Regions from separate parts of the Sus scrofa genome. Here region 2 is linked to region 1. Evidence: chromatin contacts called from public Hi-C data. All regions are on one chromosome and are shown on one strand. The core of a region is the stretch at or near the end of the contact, and the rest is flanking DNA. Distances in the headings are between cores, read along the strand shown.

Region 1 (7,876 bases), core at 2,325-4,824:
TCATGCAAGTGGCTATTATCATGCCTGGACAAGCTGGGCAGTTTCAGTCAATAGTCCTCTACCATAAGGACCATTTTCCTCCCACTCTCACTGCTTTTAAAAGTGGAAAGCACTTGGAGGGATTCGTTTCCCATTGAGCCCTCTCCTCCTCTTCGGTTCTACTTTTGCGTAGAGTATCTTGACACGTGTTAGTTATTTCTGTCTAGTTACACTTCCTCTGGTCAAAGAGAAGACCAGAATGGAAAGGATCCACCTAAATATTACTTCTATTTGTAGTCTCCAGCAGGGGTTCTGAAAGCGTGACTCAGAACTTGTAGAGATGCAAATCTTTGACCTACTCAGTCACAAGCTCTGGGTGTGGGAATCAAGCAGTCTGGTTTAACAAGCTCCCCAGGTGATTCTAATGCCTACTTACATCTGGGAGCCATGGGGCTAATGTCTCCCTTTCTCATTTTCCTTCCCTTACTAGGTGTGCGTAAGGTGTTCTGAGATGCCCTCATAGGCGCCGACAAGTGTTGGAGTCCCTTCTTACAAATGCTGCGACTGGGGAAAGCAGATTCCCCAAGAGCACATATGCAAACACATAAGTTGTCGCATTTAACCACCTCCCCTCCAAGATTAGAACCTCTTGGAAGAAAAGCAAGTTTGAGAGCAAGCAGCCACTCAAAGCTTCTCAATGCCACAGCTAGATAAAGTAGGAGAGCTCTGGTCGGTCCCCTTTTCAGAATCCAGCTCACCCGTTCTGGGGGTAAAGGTGAGTTGCTGGATGCTGTCCATTCCAGACCTGAGGCAGAGTTTTGGAGGATCTCCTAATTGGGTCTGAGAATTTGCTGATTTCCACAGGTGGCTGCTGCCTGTTTTAAGATGATCTCTAGGATGTGGGGGTTCCTTGTGCATTTTGTCCTCGGTGCAAGGTCAAGACATGGTTTTGGTTCAGAAAATTCCATGTCCTGAGCAGGCTTCACAGCTTGCTAAACTCATCTGTAAATACACACTTAGAGCAGGAGAAGCATGTAACAGGCTTATCTTGTTGGCCAGTGTGACCAGGTGGTTGCTTTCCCTTAAAATGGGTGAAAGTCAGAGCAGGTGGTGTTGAGAATGAGGAATCCAGTTTGGAGTTGTAAAATAAAGATCCTTGGGAAAATCCTGTACAAAAATTGAAAAGGTGTTGGGCCTTCCGTATGTATCCATACAGGCCTGGGACTTCATTCACTAGCCTGTACAATCCCAGAAAGACAGGGACCAGAGGTGGTCTTGATATTTATTATAAACCCAGTGCTCACCACAGTGCATGTCACATAGGGGGCAGTTAATTTGTTGAATAGTTGAATGAATGGAAGTAACTGGGGTCCGCTCTTAACTGTGGTTGCTTCCTGCTAATATTTTTTTGAACTCTTAACGTGCATACATCAGGTAATGTTCTAGGTTCCTGGAAGCTATGAAGATGGTCAATTCCTGTCCTCAAAAAGTTTATGATGAAGAGGAGGAGACAGATTTGCCCAACTACCTCCCCACAGAGCCTCTAGATTCCATTTGGGAGAAAACATGGACCTTGTCTTTGAAGCCAGCAAGGGGTAGAAGGTGGAGAAGCCCCGGGCATATAATCCTGACCTGGATGCAGCCCTGATCCAAATTGTTGCAGGTGAGGCTGAACTCATTCCTTTGTGTTCCCCTCGTATGACATGGGAGTCACCTGACTAATAACAGAAGTGACTCAGAACGCCCCCATTTCACAGTGATGGGTAGTGGAGGGAACATTCATTGAACTGGAAGAGAGGTGCATTTGGGAGAATAAAGCTCCCAGGCTGCTGCCTCGGCTTTTCTTACAATCCGCCCTCCTTCCCTGGAATGAGCCGTGCTAGTTTAGCTCTGAGACTAGTCCTGTGTTTCTCTCATTATACTTCACAAATTCCCTCAAAACTGCTTTCTCTTTGGGTCTTAATATACAGTAAGGTGACTGACTTATCCACGTACCTGCTGGTTAATGGATAAACAGCTCCTAAAAGCAGTCACCAGAGTGAATGGTCCCAAAGAAGGGAAGTGAGTGGTGAGAATTTCAGGTTCAGGGCGGCGGCCGCGCGGGGGCAGGGAGGGGGGGTGTCGAGGGGGCAGTGGGGAGGCTTTCCAGTTTGGGTTGTCGGTTGCAGAATCCCCATGCCCTCCAAGGGGTGGTCCTTCACACCTCTGGGGTCCCTTCCATGGCTCCAGGATCCTGACCACCACCCCCTTCGCCCTGAGGAACCTGGGGGGCATCACACCCCTCACAAGAGTAACCGGATTCCTTGGCCTCACTGGGGACTTTGGGAATCAAGCAACAGGCAAGAAACTCAACTGCCTGAGGGAGGAGCACCCACATACCTCTCTGAGGGGGAGCAACATAGCTGTAGCCTTCTAGTCCCATCTGACCATAGACAGGCCCCTGAGTGAATCTCAAGGCCAGTCCTCAGAGAACCAAGCAGAGGAAGTACAGCCGTTGTGCTTGAAATTTTTATCTCAGGCAGAGGAAGACCCAGGTGCGACAAAGCGAGGGTTGATGCTTCCACAGAGACTCGCGCAGAGGAAGCGCCCCCCTTCTGACCTCGGATTTGATCCTTGTAGAAGGATGTCCCTGTAGCTGGGAAAGCCAATTACCTGCGGCTACTTGCATTTATTTGGAACACCCCCAATCAAATCCCATCAGGCCAAAGGCTCTCATCCTCTGCTCTGTATTTATATATAAGGATGTGTCAATCTGGCTGGTGGTGTGGTCTGCACCAGCCAACAGCGCCATAAAATAAGCCCGGAAAGAAAAATGTACTTGGCGGCTGGCCTTGGAAGGCTCCTCGCAGGAATCTGTTTGAAATGTTTTCCAGCTGTTATTTCCTTTCTGAACAATCTGAGCCTAATTCAATTTGTAGCACCTTTCTCTTCTCCAGACTTTCCTGAAGGCAAATTACCCGCACATGGCTCTCACCAGGCACATATATGGTTCTGCTGGTTTTGGCAGAGACTATTTCTGAATTGTACATAAATGACCCCATTGACACAGGGGAAGAGTATTCCACATGACATGGTCTTTCAATTACACGGCATGATGGCAGCCCAGCAAGATGCTGGGCATGAGCTCCAGAATTCTGGGGCTAAAGAGGTCCATGGCCATCTCTGAGCTGACTCCGGGCAGATCCAGCACATTTACTGTGTTTCTGTGGGGGTGGGAGGGAGAGGCAAAGCAGAGAGCAAGAACCCCCCTGGGTCACAGTTAAAAAAAGACAAAACCAACAGAACTTGACTTTGGAACTAGTTCCATCCTCATATATCATAAGGACTATTTATAAAACAAAACATGACTCCATAGATACAACTTTCCTTCTGGCTTACTCATTTCCCCATCCAGCGTTCACTCCCAGTGTGGCTGGCAGTGATGTTAGAGGCAGAAGGGGATAAAAAGCCACAGAAAACAAACTGGAGAAGTTAGTATTCAAAACATAAGCTGTCACCTGGCCAGAAACGGATGAGAATCCGGAGTCCCTGACTCGCCTGGGGATACTGGAGAGGGCATTGCACCATGTGGGAACAGGCACGAATCCAGCTCAGCTGAGTGGTCGGGCTGCGTGGACTTCGTTTCTGTCCCGTCTCTGGGAACCAGGCTCCCAAATAGTAGCCACCTGCTTTACAAAGCGTGTGTTTACCTCTTCCACCCCTCCACGGTGGTCTCCACCCTCCCTCCAGGAATTCTCTTTTCCCTTCAGCTGGCTTGCGACCTGGTTCCTTATAAAATGTTCACAGAGAGGTGTGTTTTATTTGATGGTATCTTAAGATGTGCCCTTTCCCAGGGAAACCATATTTAACAAAGTAGCAGGCGCAAGGGATTAAATAATTGAAATATAATAGCCACATGTGCATTCCTGACTCCCTCTGTCAGTGTCCTAAATTAACCCGATTCTCTCCTGCCCAAAGCCCAGAGCAGGCATTGGTGCGTAAACTCTCACGAAGGGAGACAGTTGAGAATTACAGACTTTGCCTCAGTAGTCTCCCAGTGGGTTTCTCTGCTTCCGCCCTTACCCCTTCAAAACCCCTCTGTGGGTCCAGAAGGAAATGTGAAGTCCTAACAGAGGCCCTTAAACCTCTACCTGGGCTCCAGCTGCCTCCCCAAGGCATTTCCTGCCATTCGTGCCTGGCTTCCTCTGTCTCAGCCATGATGATCCCTTGTTTTGATCACACCAAGCATGGCCTCCTCAGGGTCTTGCTCACACCTCTGTGTGCTTACCTCTCCCTCCATTCAGCTCTCTGCTTACAACCCCTTTGTTGCTGAGGTCTTTCCAGAAGACCCCACCTAAAATAGCTACTCCCACCCACATCACTCTACCCTTCTGCCATTTTATTTCCCCTCAAGGCTCTTTTTAACACTGATACACATTGTAATGTTCTATTTTATGTGTCAATTTGGCTAGGCCTAGATTTGGTACCAGGCCCCAGATAATTGGTCAAATATGATTCTAAATGTTTCTGTGAAGGCTTTTTTTTTTTTTTTTCTTTTCTTTTTTTTTTTTTTTCTATGACTGTACCTGTGGCATATGGAAGTTCCCAGGCTTAGGGGTTAAATCAGAGCTGCAGCTGCAGGCTTACACCAAAGTCACAGCAATGCCAGGTTTGAGCCATGTCTGCGACCTACACTGAAGCTCACAGCAACACCAGATCATTTAACCCACGAGCGAGGCTAGGATGGAACCCATATCCTCATGGATACTAGTCAGGTTCTTAACCCACTGGGCCATGACAGGAACTCTGAGATGAGCATTTAAATCAATAGACTTTGGAGTTCTCTTGTGCAGCAGGTTGAGGATCCAGTATTGTCACTGCAGTGGCTTGGGTTGCTGCTGTGGCGCAGGTTTGATCCCTGGCCTGGGACCTTCTACGTGCCATGCGTGCGGCCAAAAAAATTAAAATCAGTAGACTTTGCATCAAGCAGACTGCCGTATGTCATGTGGGTGGGCCCCATCAAACCAGTTGAAGGCTTTAGTACAAAACACTAACCCTGAAGAAGGGATTCTGCCAGCAGTCTGCCTTTGGAGTCAAACTGTGACATCAACTCTTCCCTGGGTCTCCAGCCTACCCTACAGTTTTTCGACTTGCCAGCCTCTACAATTACATGAGCCAGTCCTTTAAATCTCTTTTTCTATGTGTACATCCATTCATCCACACATATATATCCTATTGGTTCTGTTTCTCTGGAGAAGCCTAACACATATCTGTTTGTCTTTCTCGAGCAAATGGTAAACTCCATGACAACAGGGACTTTGTGCTATCACTGCTCTATCCTTGGCCTTCAGTAAACTCTCTTTGAATGAAGGGAGCCAGTAAGAATTTTAGATTAGGAAAAAATACTATTCAAGGAAATAAGCAGGGTGATGAGAGCCAATGGACAGGGGAAAGTTTCTGCTTGTATTGGGTTGAATAGTGTCCTCCCCAAATTCATGTCTACCTAGAACCTCTCAATGTGACCTTATTGGGAAATAGGGTCTTTGCAGATATAACTGAGAAAAGGTCATACTGGATTAGCGTAGGCCCCCATTCAATAAGTTGTGTCTTCTTTTTGTCTTTTTAGGGCCACACCCATGGCACATGGAAGTTCCCAGGCTAGGGCTCGAATTGGAGCTGAAGCTGCTGGCCTACACCACAGCAATGCCAGATCTGAGCCATGTCTGCAACCTACACTACTGCTCACCGCAATGCCAGATCCTTAACCCATTGAGTGAGGCCGGGGATCAAACCTGTGTCCTCATGGATACTAGTTGGGCTCGTCACTGATGAGCTACAATGGGAACTCCCCCAATAAGTATTGTCTAAGAAAATGTGTAGAACACAGAACACACACCACATGAAGGGACAGGGACACAAAGACATCGAGGTAGAAAAGCATGCAACATCAGAGGCAGGTAACATCCTGGGATGGTCCAGGGACCACCAGACACCAGAGAGAGGCATGTGGTGGCTTCTCTCTCGGAGCCTCTGGAAGATACCCACCCTACTGACACCCACTGGCTTTCCAGAACTGTAGGAAACTATATTGCTGTTGTTTAAGCTCCCAGTTATGGTACTTTGCTTTGGCAGCCCCAGGAAAGGAACACACTGCTTTTCCTCCCATCTTAACTGGCTCCCCAGACCTGTGCAGCTTGCCTGCAGCTGCCCCCACCTACCCTTGCTGGGTCACTTTTTTAAGTGGAGCCCCAGCCACTGAGTGCATGTTCCCACCTGGCCACCTGATACCCTCATATCTAAATGTGAACAGCTGGTGAAGTCTGCTGCTCATGGGATGGGAGCAGTCCCAAAGCATGGCAAGCCTTTTCAAAACGTTGGGGTCCTGGCTGGGAGGCAGTGAGCCTCACATTCTGCTGGGAATTGAGACTGGAGCACATGAGGTTACCAGCCAACTGCACAAAAGGGATGTCCACCAGCCGTCACCTGGCTTCTGGTTCGCGAAGTTGTTTTCTAAATTAAGAAGGCTGAAACCATCACATATGGAGGAGTCTTGCAGATTTCCGTTGACTGCTGTTTCCTCCAGAGGATTCATGAGGCTTTCCTCTGTGAGGGGCAGAGATCTTGTGCGGCTCTGGGGTGATGCTGTTGGGTGCTGTGTGCATGTGACTTCGGGAAGAAGGGCACTGGGAGTGAAGGGTGGTTCCTACTGGCTCCTGCAACACTTTTCATTCACAGCTCTTATCACAGCTTGTAACTGCATGTTTATGTAATTAATTTGCCTGGAAGGATCCATATCTGTTTTGCCAAAAAATCCCCAGGAGGATGGGGATTATGATGTTTTGCTCCCCTGGGTCTGCAGTGCGTGATGTACTGTACAGCTGACAACAAGCATTATATGATAAATATTTGCTAAAGGAAAGTGAGACGTATAAATACAGGTTAACTTTGGGATGCTAAAAGCATCCTGCTAGAGTGCTACACATTTCTTCAAGGTAACCTCCCTCTGTATTATATAACTCTGCCTCCAGTGGGGCCCAATTGATGAAAATTCCCTTCCTCTTATCTTCACATAGAAGAAACTTCAGCTACCAACTCATGGGGCTTTCTCCCCACCCCCCTTTCCCCCCTTTTTGGCTGCCCTGAAGCATAGGGAGTTCCCAGGACAGGGGTCAGATCCCCAGTTGCAGTTGTGACCTACGCGCAACTGTGACAACACTGGATCCTTCAACCCACTATGCCCGGCTGGGGATTGAAGCTGCGTCCTGGCGCTGCAGAGATGTCCCCAGTCCCATTGCACCACAGCAGGAACTCCCTCCCTCAACTCTTTTTAACTTCTTTTTAGGTAGTTAACTTTTTTTTTTCCCCTCTGAAGGAAACCTTAGGTGGAATTCTAATCCAAAACCAATTGAAGGTTGAGTTGCTTGTGGTGCCTCTCACAAGCCTCCCCTTAAGGCATCTCCTGTGATCCCCAGAGAGTTCTTGGCTTGAAAACCCCACTCTGGGGGGCCCTAGAGGAACCCCTAGCTGAGGATGATGGCCTCTGAGACTAGATTCAGTGGAACCTGGGCCCTTAGACCTTGACTCAGATGTCAGTGTTGGGACTGCCACTCAGCCCCCCAGGAGGTGGCCTACCCAGCATGCATGTTCCTGCTCCCAAGAGAAATGGCTCTCTCCATCACCTTGAACTCTTCTTCTGAAAAGCCTGCTCCTTCAGGACTGGGCATCAGGACAAAACACAGCACAACCACATAAGAAAAATAACTTTGTTATTAAGCATATATATAATCTTATCAAAATACTTCATAATATCACATCCATAACTGAATAGTAGCTCAGCTGTTATACGGGCCTGCTGTAAATAATGAACACAGCTACTGAAGTATATGGCTGGTCAAAAGGAATAACAACAGAGTCACAA
Region 2 (7,876 bases), core at 2,168-4,667, 500 kb before region 1:
GCCTTGCCTTAGGTTCTCTCCTCTCCAGTCCTGGGTGGCCATGAACTGGGATTCCCAGCAGAGGGCAGTGCAGGCTCGAGTGTGATCTTGGCCCTCAGTCTGGACTTTTTTTTTTTTTTCCCCCAACCTGGGCGCTTCCACACACTCTGGGCCTTGGCCTCCAGCCCAGGGCAAAGGGAAGGCCCAGAGCCTCAGGAAAGGCTGTGAGCAGCAGTGGTTGGCAACCACTCGGCCAAGCCACAAGCAAGCCCTTGCCCCCTCCTCTCCTGACCTCTCACTCCATGACCCCACAGAAGCAATGAGAAACCTCCCTCCTGGGCAGGGCCACAGGCGCTGGGCCTCTTGGAAGGGAGGCTCCTGCCTTGAGGAACAGTCAACAAGGGTTTCTTTGGGGATGGGTCAGAGCACAGGAGCCAAAGGTTAGCTTACAGTCCCAGCTGACCTCTGAAACCTACACACACAGCAAGGGAAAGTGACAGGATTGAGGAAGGCTCCCCAGAAGCTGTGACCCTGGACTTGAGTCTCTTGAATTGGGTGTCAGATCATGAACAAAGGCCCTTTGATCCCTCTCACTCTCATTTGTTTTGTGTTTTTCCTTAATAATTTATTTTAATTACTTTTAACTATGGTCAAATATACCTAATGTAAAATTTATCTTCTTAGGAATTCCTATCATGGTGCAGTGGAAACAAATCTGACTAGTAACCATGAGGTTGCAGGTTCAATCCCTGCCCTTGCTCAGTGGGTTAAGGATCCAGCGTTGCCGGTGAGTTGTGGTGTAGATGACAGACGCGGCTCAGATCTGATGTTGCTGTGGCTGTGGCGTAGGCCGGCAGCTGTAGCTTGGATTAGACCCCTAGCCTGGGAACCTCCATATGATATGAGTGCAGCCTTAAAAACAAAAAACAAAAAAAAATTACCATCTTAATCATTTGAAGGGTATGGTTCAGCACTGTCAAGGGCATTCATACGGTTCCTACTTCCAGATGTTTTTCTGTTTTTTTTAAGTTTTATTGAAGTATAGCTGATTTAGGTTTTTATTGTGACTTTTTATAAACAAAAGCTAAATGGATACAGTAAACCTCAAAGAAAAGGCAGAGGCCTGGAAAATGATTTTGCTGAGAAACATACAGAAGAAATTCCAAGGTGGACCTAAGAGATCTCTCAGCCTACTGTGCACCCACAAACTTTCCAGACCCCTGCCCGGAGGGCTGGTGGGGGGTATCCTGTACATCTCAGCCAGACCTGTCCCCAGGCCTTCCCCAGACACTGGCCAACAGCCTGCAGTGCATCTGGAAGTGGGAGTGAGAACCCCCAAAGGGATCCCTGCCCACATGCAGAAACAGGACCACATGTTATTCAGAATCCTCTCAAATATCACTTTGAAAATAATCTGGGAGTTCTCGCTGTGGTGCAATGGAATGGGCAGCATCAGAACACAGCACTAGATCCCCAGCCCGGCAAGGTGGGCTATAGGATCTGGCATTGTCACAGCTGCGGTGTAGGTCACAGCTATGGCTCCGATCTGATCCTTGGCCCCAAGAGCTCCATATGCTGAAGAGTGGCCAAAAAAGAAAAAAAAGAATGAAAAGAAGCTGTACAGCATGTAAATGGAATATAAGTGAGAAGTGATGAGTAACTGTGGCTCAAAACATTTTAAGCAATGAAATGCATTCAGGTATTTGGCCTCTTCTGAGCTACAGAGCTGAGCAGGACAGAACCTGAACACCTAATGATGATAATGGCTAATGTTACCTCGTAGCCTTACTCTCTGCAGGAGGCTCCACTGCACTCCTCTCGAGTGGTGCTGATTGTGGGATTTGGCAAACTTGAAAGCATTCTGAAACCAGCCTTTTCCACTGAGAATTCTTACCTTGGAACTGGTTTCCTTACGAAGCAGAAGAAAATACTCACATGTGAAACCTGGCTGCCTTTCACTAACTCAAAGCCAGAAAGTCTCGCCAGAGACAGCCAAAAAGAACTCAGTGCACCTTGGTTATAAAATCTCTTTTCTATTCTCCACGACTGCTGTGGCTAAGGGCATCTCCCCCTCAACCTGGGGCCTGCCTGGCTGGTAGCTGGATTTGAAAGGGCTTTCTCTGCTTTCTGGAGGAAGGAATTTGTACAGCTCCAGGGCCACACCACCCCTGGCTCAGGAAGGTTCCCTTGCCCCCAGGGTGGAAAACACATGCATATTTCAGAACCCCAATGGGCAATTTGTGGGTTACAGTCCACAGCCCTGTAGAGAAGTTGATGTTATGGAAAGATCTCTGTGTTACGGAAGTTCCTCTTCAAAACATAATTCAGTCTTCAAAATACCTGCCCTGATATCCCAGTGAAGGAGGAAGAATAAGGGCCCCCAAAGATGTCCACATCCTAATCCCCTGGAACAGGGAATGCCACGGCGCACGGCACGGGGCGTTTTGCAAATGTGATGAACAATCTTGAGATGGAGAGATGATGCCACATTACCTGGGCAAGCCAACGTCATCACAAAGAATGTAGAGAGAGCTAGAGGTGAAAGGAAAAGGCCAGGTGAAAACAGAAGCAGGGACTGGAGGGGTGCTCTTTGAAGATGGAGGAAGGAGTGACAATCCAAGGAACCCAGGCGGCCTAAAAAGCTGAATAAGCCAAGGAAACGGATTCTCCCCCAAAGCCTCCTGCAAGCCCATCTGATGACCCTTTCAGCTCGCCTATCTTCGTCCACTCCCAAAGACTCTCCTGATACTCATTTTCACACAATTTCACCAGTACTAGTTGCTGGGGGGTGGGGGTGGGGGGATGGGTAGAGAAAGGACCATGTAAGCCCTCCACTCTCCTCCCTGTTATCCTGCTCACAGGCTCATCCAGAATTATTTTTTCAGAGCTTTACTCTGTCCCCACCTTGGGACAAATAAGGAGTCTCCCTTACCTAGAACGTAGACTGCAAACCCAGGTTGTTTACAGGGGAGTTTTACTACTGCAGACTGGGGCGGGGGGCAGGGGAGTGGTTATTGAAGAACTGCTCGTTCCTTGTTGTGACTCTACTGCCCTATTACTCAGATTAATGGTCCACCCCTGTTCCCTTTTCTGGCCAGTCACTTCCAGGGGATTTTGCAAAGATTCACGAGTAAGCATTTGGAAAGAACTCTTTAAACTCCTACACAAATAAAAAATCTTACAGCTGGAAATTCTGATGCCATGTAATGAGTCCTTATAAAATCCCAAAGCATTTTAAAAATTCACGTTGCTCCCTAGGAATAGCTATTAGTTCTATACATACATGTAGTTCTGTGCCTGCTAGGTACATTCAGAGCCGCCGTCACAGGACACTTACTGAGGTACCAGGCAGTGAGTTAAGTTCACTGTATATACGATCTCATTGATTCAGGGAGATAAAGATCACCTGTGACCTCAGCGGCCTGAGTTCCGGGGAGGAAAACAAAGCCTCATATGTCTGTCTGCACCCACCCTGACGTCACTAGCCCCGAGCACAGTGCCTGGGAACTCGGCGAGGCAAAAGGACGGCATTTCTTTTAATTATAGCAAAGTGAGATGAGCCAATACCGGAGAGTCCAAGCTTGGGTCAGAGAAGCAGAAACTGATGGTATTGATAGGGTTCTCTGCTCTTCTGGTAAATTATAGATTTAAAAAATGCACAGTGGCAGGAATCATTTCCTGAAATCAAGACTTTTCTTCAACAATCTCTGCTCCTCAAGCCTGTAGCGTCTTTCCCAAATAAGCACAAGGCCAGGGTTGTAAGACACTAAGGACATGGAGTTCTGCTTAGGAGCTGTTTTCAGAGTACTGTCTCTCTCACCCAGAGCACCACTGGGACTGCGGCACAGCACTTTTCAGAAGTACATTTAGGGCTTGGCTCCTTTTCCAAGGAAAGGACAGGAGGGACGAGGGAGGCTTTCGACCTCGGGAAGCCAGAGTAAACACGTACAGAGTAACACAACTCCTGTTAGTCTTCAGTTAGGGTTTAGAGGCATCTTTGCATGTAAATAGCCACCAGGTGGCACTGTTATTCTCTAAAACTGCTGCGGGGTGGGGCAGTGAGGGGGGAGAGGGGTGTTGGGGGGGTATGTGAGGCACATGTGTGAACACGCGTGTTCCCTCTCATCCACCCTCCTCCACCCAGCCCAGCAGCCAGCTCCTCCCTTATCCTCCACCATCCACGCCCCACGCTCTCCTCCATTTGGTTTCCCATTCTTGGTCAAAAAGGAGCAAAGAAGTGCAAGAAAACCCAGCAAAATTATGAAACCTATATCAGAGATATTCCCCAAGAGGCCTGGGGAAGGACACTGAGGGGCCAGTGCCTCTCTCCTTGGTCACCCCATCCCCTCCCCACTCGGCCTCCCCAGCCCTTAGCAGGAAGATGGCCCTGTCACTCGGGTGATTTCCTTCCTGTAGGCTTGTTCTTTTGAAAAGAGGACTCCAGGCAGAGTAAGGACCTCAGAAGAATAATTCTTTAACCTTGGCTCTTCGGACACATTTCACGTCAGACCATCCTGATCTAGAGTTGGAGGTAGAGGGTACACCAGAGAGAATATTCCTTTTCCCCTAAAATCACACAAGCACGGGAACATCCATCTCCCTTGTCTTTGTTGAAAGCAGTTCTCCTCAGAGGCCTTAAAACTGCAGCCTTGCTGGAGAATCTGGGTATACAGTCAGCTCCCGGAGCCCTACGTGAACTGCAAAAACACCCCCGTTCATTGATCTTCTTCCTCCACCTGCCTAATAGGCACTAAAAGCCGGGCACTGAAGGACTGCCTCCAGCAGATTTCAAATGCACTCACATAATGGACTTGTCTCTACAGAACAAATCTCCAGGGATTCAGGCGAGGCAAAACAATTATAATACTGTGAGGCAGGAGAGACAGCGGATGCTTTGGAGAGCTTGTGTGTTGCCGAGCGCTTTGAGTTCAAATCCAGATGGCACTGTCTAACTGGCTGGGCCACCCTGGGCATGTTATCGAACCTTTCTGAGCTTCCACCTCTATGTCTGTGAATCAAGGTTAATAGTCTTTGTGCCCTGGCTTAAGATGAGCCATGGAGATAAGAGGTGCCTTCTTCAAGGCCAGAGGGTCAAAGACAGTGTTACTGTTGCTTACTGTGCACCAAGCACTATGTTCCACATTCAACACACATGAATCATCTCAACTCTCACAACAACCCTACCTGCAAAGTCGAAAGTGAAGCCAGAGGAAGTTAAGCGCTTTGTGGACTATTGACAAGTCTGAGGACAGCTGTGCTGAGTGAGAGTCACGAGAAAGATGCTAGTTGGGGTCCCACTCCTTCCAGTGAGAAATGAATGGGATCTTTTTATTTGGAGGTGGAGGGCATAGATCCGCTTAGGGATTAGATGCAGGCTTACGTGCTCTGTGCTACTGGACCCTGGGTTCTTCTGTGTTGATGATGTGCCAACAATAAAAAGTCACCTCACTCATGAATGGGTGACTGAGTCTCTTCAATGTGACACATAATATCATGACATCTTCCAGATTGAAACAATGGTGTTGTAGGAATTACTAAAAACAGCAAGACGGGAGTTCCTGTTGTGACTCAGAGGTAACAAACCTGACTAGTATTCCTGACGATGTAGGTTCGATCCCTGGCCTCGCCCAGTGGGCTAAGGATCAGGTGTTGCTGTGAGCTGGGCGTAGGTTGCAGAAGCAGCTGGGATCCCACGTTGCTGTGGCTGTGGTATAGGCTGGCAGCTGTAGCTCAGATTCAACCCCTAGCCTGGGATCTTCCGTGTGCTGCAGATGCAGCCATAAAAAGATTAAATAAATAAACAGCAAGACATTTATTTTATTTCTAAGGGACTTAAATCATGTTTGTAAAATACACTAGCACCTTACACGTTATATGTCGTTGGAAAGAGCGGTCACTTTTAGGGTGGCTATGTTTTTGGATCCAAAACTCACATCTTTAAGTACCAAGACATCTAAAAATTACTAGTGACAGAACCTCTCTAAAGCGTATGGCACATCTAGTTCATAGAGTTTGCTGACGTGTTTAGGCTTGGATGGTTTTATTGATCTACCTTAAGGCCATCAGGACTTGTATTATCCTGACGGAAAACTAAGACTAGGAAGAGGATGGAAGGTTTTCCTTTGTTTTTGCAATGTGTGTGTGTAGGAAATAAAAGCTAAGTGGGAAGAAGGAACATGAGGAGGTGGACATGGAGCAGGAGAGATGAAGGAGGCGGGGGAGGGAGGACCACAGCAAAATGTAGGGAGAAGATGGAGCAGAAGTTGAGAATCCCTGCAGTAGAGGGGACCTCAGTGGGAGAAGCCATCAAGGAGCTCCGAAAATAGAAATGCTAAGGAGAATACTTAGTCGTTTGGACAGGCTGGCCAGAAAATGCCAAGTGTGAATTCCCAAGGCTGAGGGCCAGGACCAGCCGCCAAGCAGGGCCTTCGGGGAGAGGCTCCTCTTTATCAAAGGGAAAGACTGCCCTCCCTCGACCTCTTTCTCACACCTCCTCCCCTGCTGCAGCAAGTCCAGGCTGCACCCCCACTTTCAGCACGTAAGCAGCCAACTTTGTGTTGCCCACTGGCCCCTCGGTGGGCTTCTCCACCCAGGGTGGGTCTGAGGAGCCTAATGACTCCCCCAGACTTTGAAATAAGGGCCCTTGGGTGCCTACAGCTCCCACCACCTCTGAAAAAGAAAGGCCACTCCTCCCCTGCACCGGGCCCAGCTGGGGCCTCTGCACAAAGGAGCCGAGCCAGGCCCTGTTGCTGAGGGAACCGGCAGCCAGCCCAGCCCCCTTCCCACAGAAACAGCCAGAGGAGAAGAGCAAAGGATTAAATTGCCCTAATCTCCAGGCTTCAGAGGAGGCCGGGAGCCTGGCCAGCATGAGATGGCAGCTCCCCATTGGCCCAGAGGAAGCAGGAGGCCACACACAGCCTGGTGCTCCGGCTCCCTTCTGCCCCACCTCCACTGCCCTCTCTGCCACCACAAAGCCCCCAGAGCGGGACCACCAGTTCTGCCTCCCAGACCCAGGATGGGAGGGCCAAAGGCTGCCCTGATGGACTCTTCTGATCCCTCAGGCACTTGGATGGAGGAGGAACTGGCTGCCCCAGTGAAAGACTCGATTTTGTTTGCTTCTGACTCATTGTCTGGTGGAGGTAAATCAAATTGCCTTCTACCTGCCGTCAGGGTGAAGCCAATATACACAAAAAGTGTGCCTCTGCTACAGCAACCACCCCCTTCATTCTCCCCGGCTCCGCTGGCAGGGCTGCAGCTTTGCTGGGAGGAACTCCGGAAAGGTGTTCTTTAAGTGCCTAGGTGACTTCAGTGATTCTCTGGGCTGAGAACCACTGGGACTATGTTGGAGATGAGCCAGCAGGAGACTCAGAACACAGTTTTTTTGACTTGACACAGTGTTCTTTCTGCCATATTCCTTTTTCTGCTTAAAAACAATTTTTTTGAAAGTAATACACATACACTTAGGAAATTTATAAAACATAGAAAGGGATAAAGAAGAATATTAGATCACCCATAAACCCTCATCCCCCAGAGTTACACACTGCTAATATTTTGGGTTATCTTTTTATCTATTTTTACATATTTCATTTATGAAAAGGTCATACAGAATTTTATGCCTTTTTATCCTTTGTAACCTGAAAGGTGGCTTCTTATACACAGCTGGACAAACTGAGTTGGCAATTCTTTTAGCAGGCTGTTTGGCAATGAGTACCAAGAATTCTTTTTTTTTTTTTTTTTTTTTTTTTTGGTCTTTTTAGGGCTGCACCCTCAGCATTTGGAGGATCCCAGGCTAGGAGTCCAGTCGGAGCTGTAGCTGCTGGCCCTACACCACAGCCACAGCAATGCCAGATCTGAGCCATGTCTGCAACCTACACCACAACTCAAGGCAACAAAGGAT

Evidence for each region. Hi-C and Micro-C count contacts between places; a contact is called where the count stands out from the background.
Region 2: a Hi-C map of omental adipose tissue shows a contact between it and region 1, with 1.9 times the contacts expected there. The contact joins two enhancer-like sites. A contact is called at or near these places in 4 of 47 Hi-C or Micro-C datasets (embryonic fibroblasts, omental adipose tissue and subcutaneous adipose tissue).

The regions. Positions count from the first base shown.
Region 1 is chr1:161,556,374-161,564,249 of Sscrofa11.1, reverse strand. The region is part of intron 2 of LOC106509065 (a long non-coding RNA gene); the gene reads left to right. CCBE1 (collagen and calcium-binding EGF domain-containing protein 1) reads right to left here. Exons shown (of 12, transcript XM_021099901.1): 12 at 7,711-7,876. Among named protein-coding and RNA genes, the nearest start is that of LMAN1, 47 kb to the left of the region's middle. Within about 2 kb of position 3,574, at least 8 of the 83 cell types and tissues checked have an H3K27ac peak or open chromatin away from gene starts, as enhancers often do. A contact at or near this core is called in omental adipose tissue, where this site is marked.
Region 2 is chr1:162,056,297-162,064,172 of Sscrofa11.1, reverse strand. No RefSeq gene overlaps it. Among named protein-coding and RNA genes, the nearest start is that of ZNF532, 74 kb to the right of the region's middle. Within about 2 kb of position 3,417, at least 34 of the 83 cell types and tissues checked have an H3K27ac peak or open chromatin away from gene starts, as enhancers often do. A contact at or near this core is called in omental adipose tissue, where this site is marked.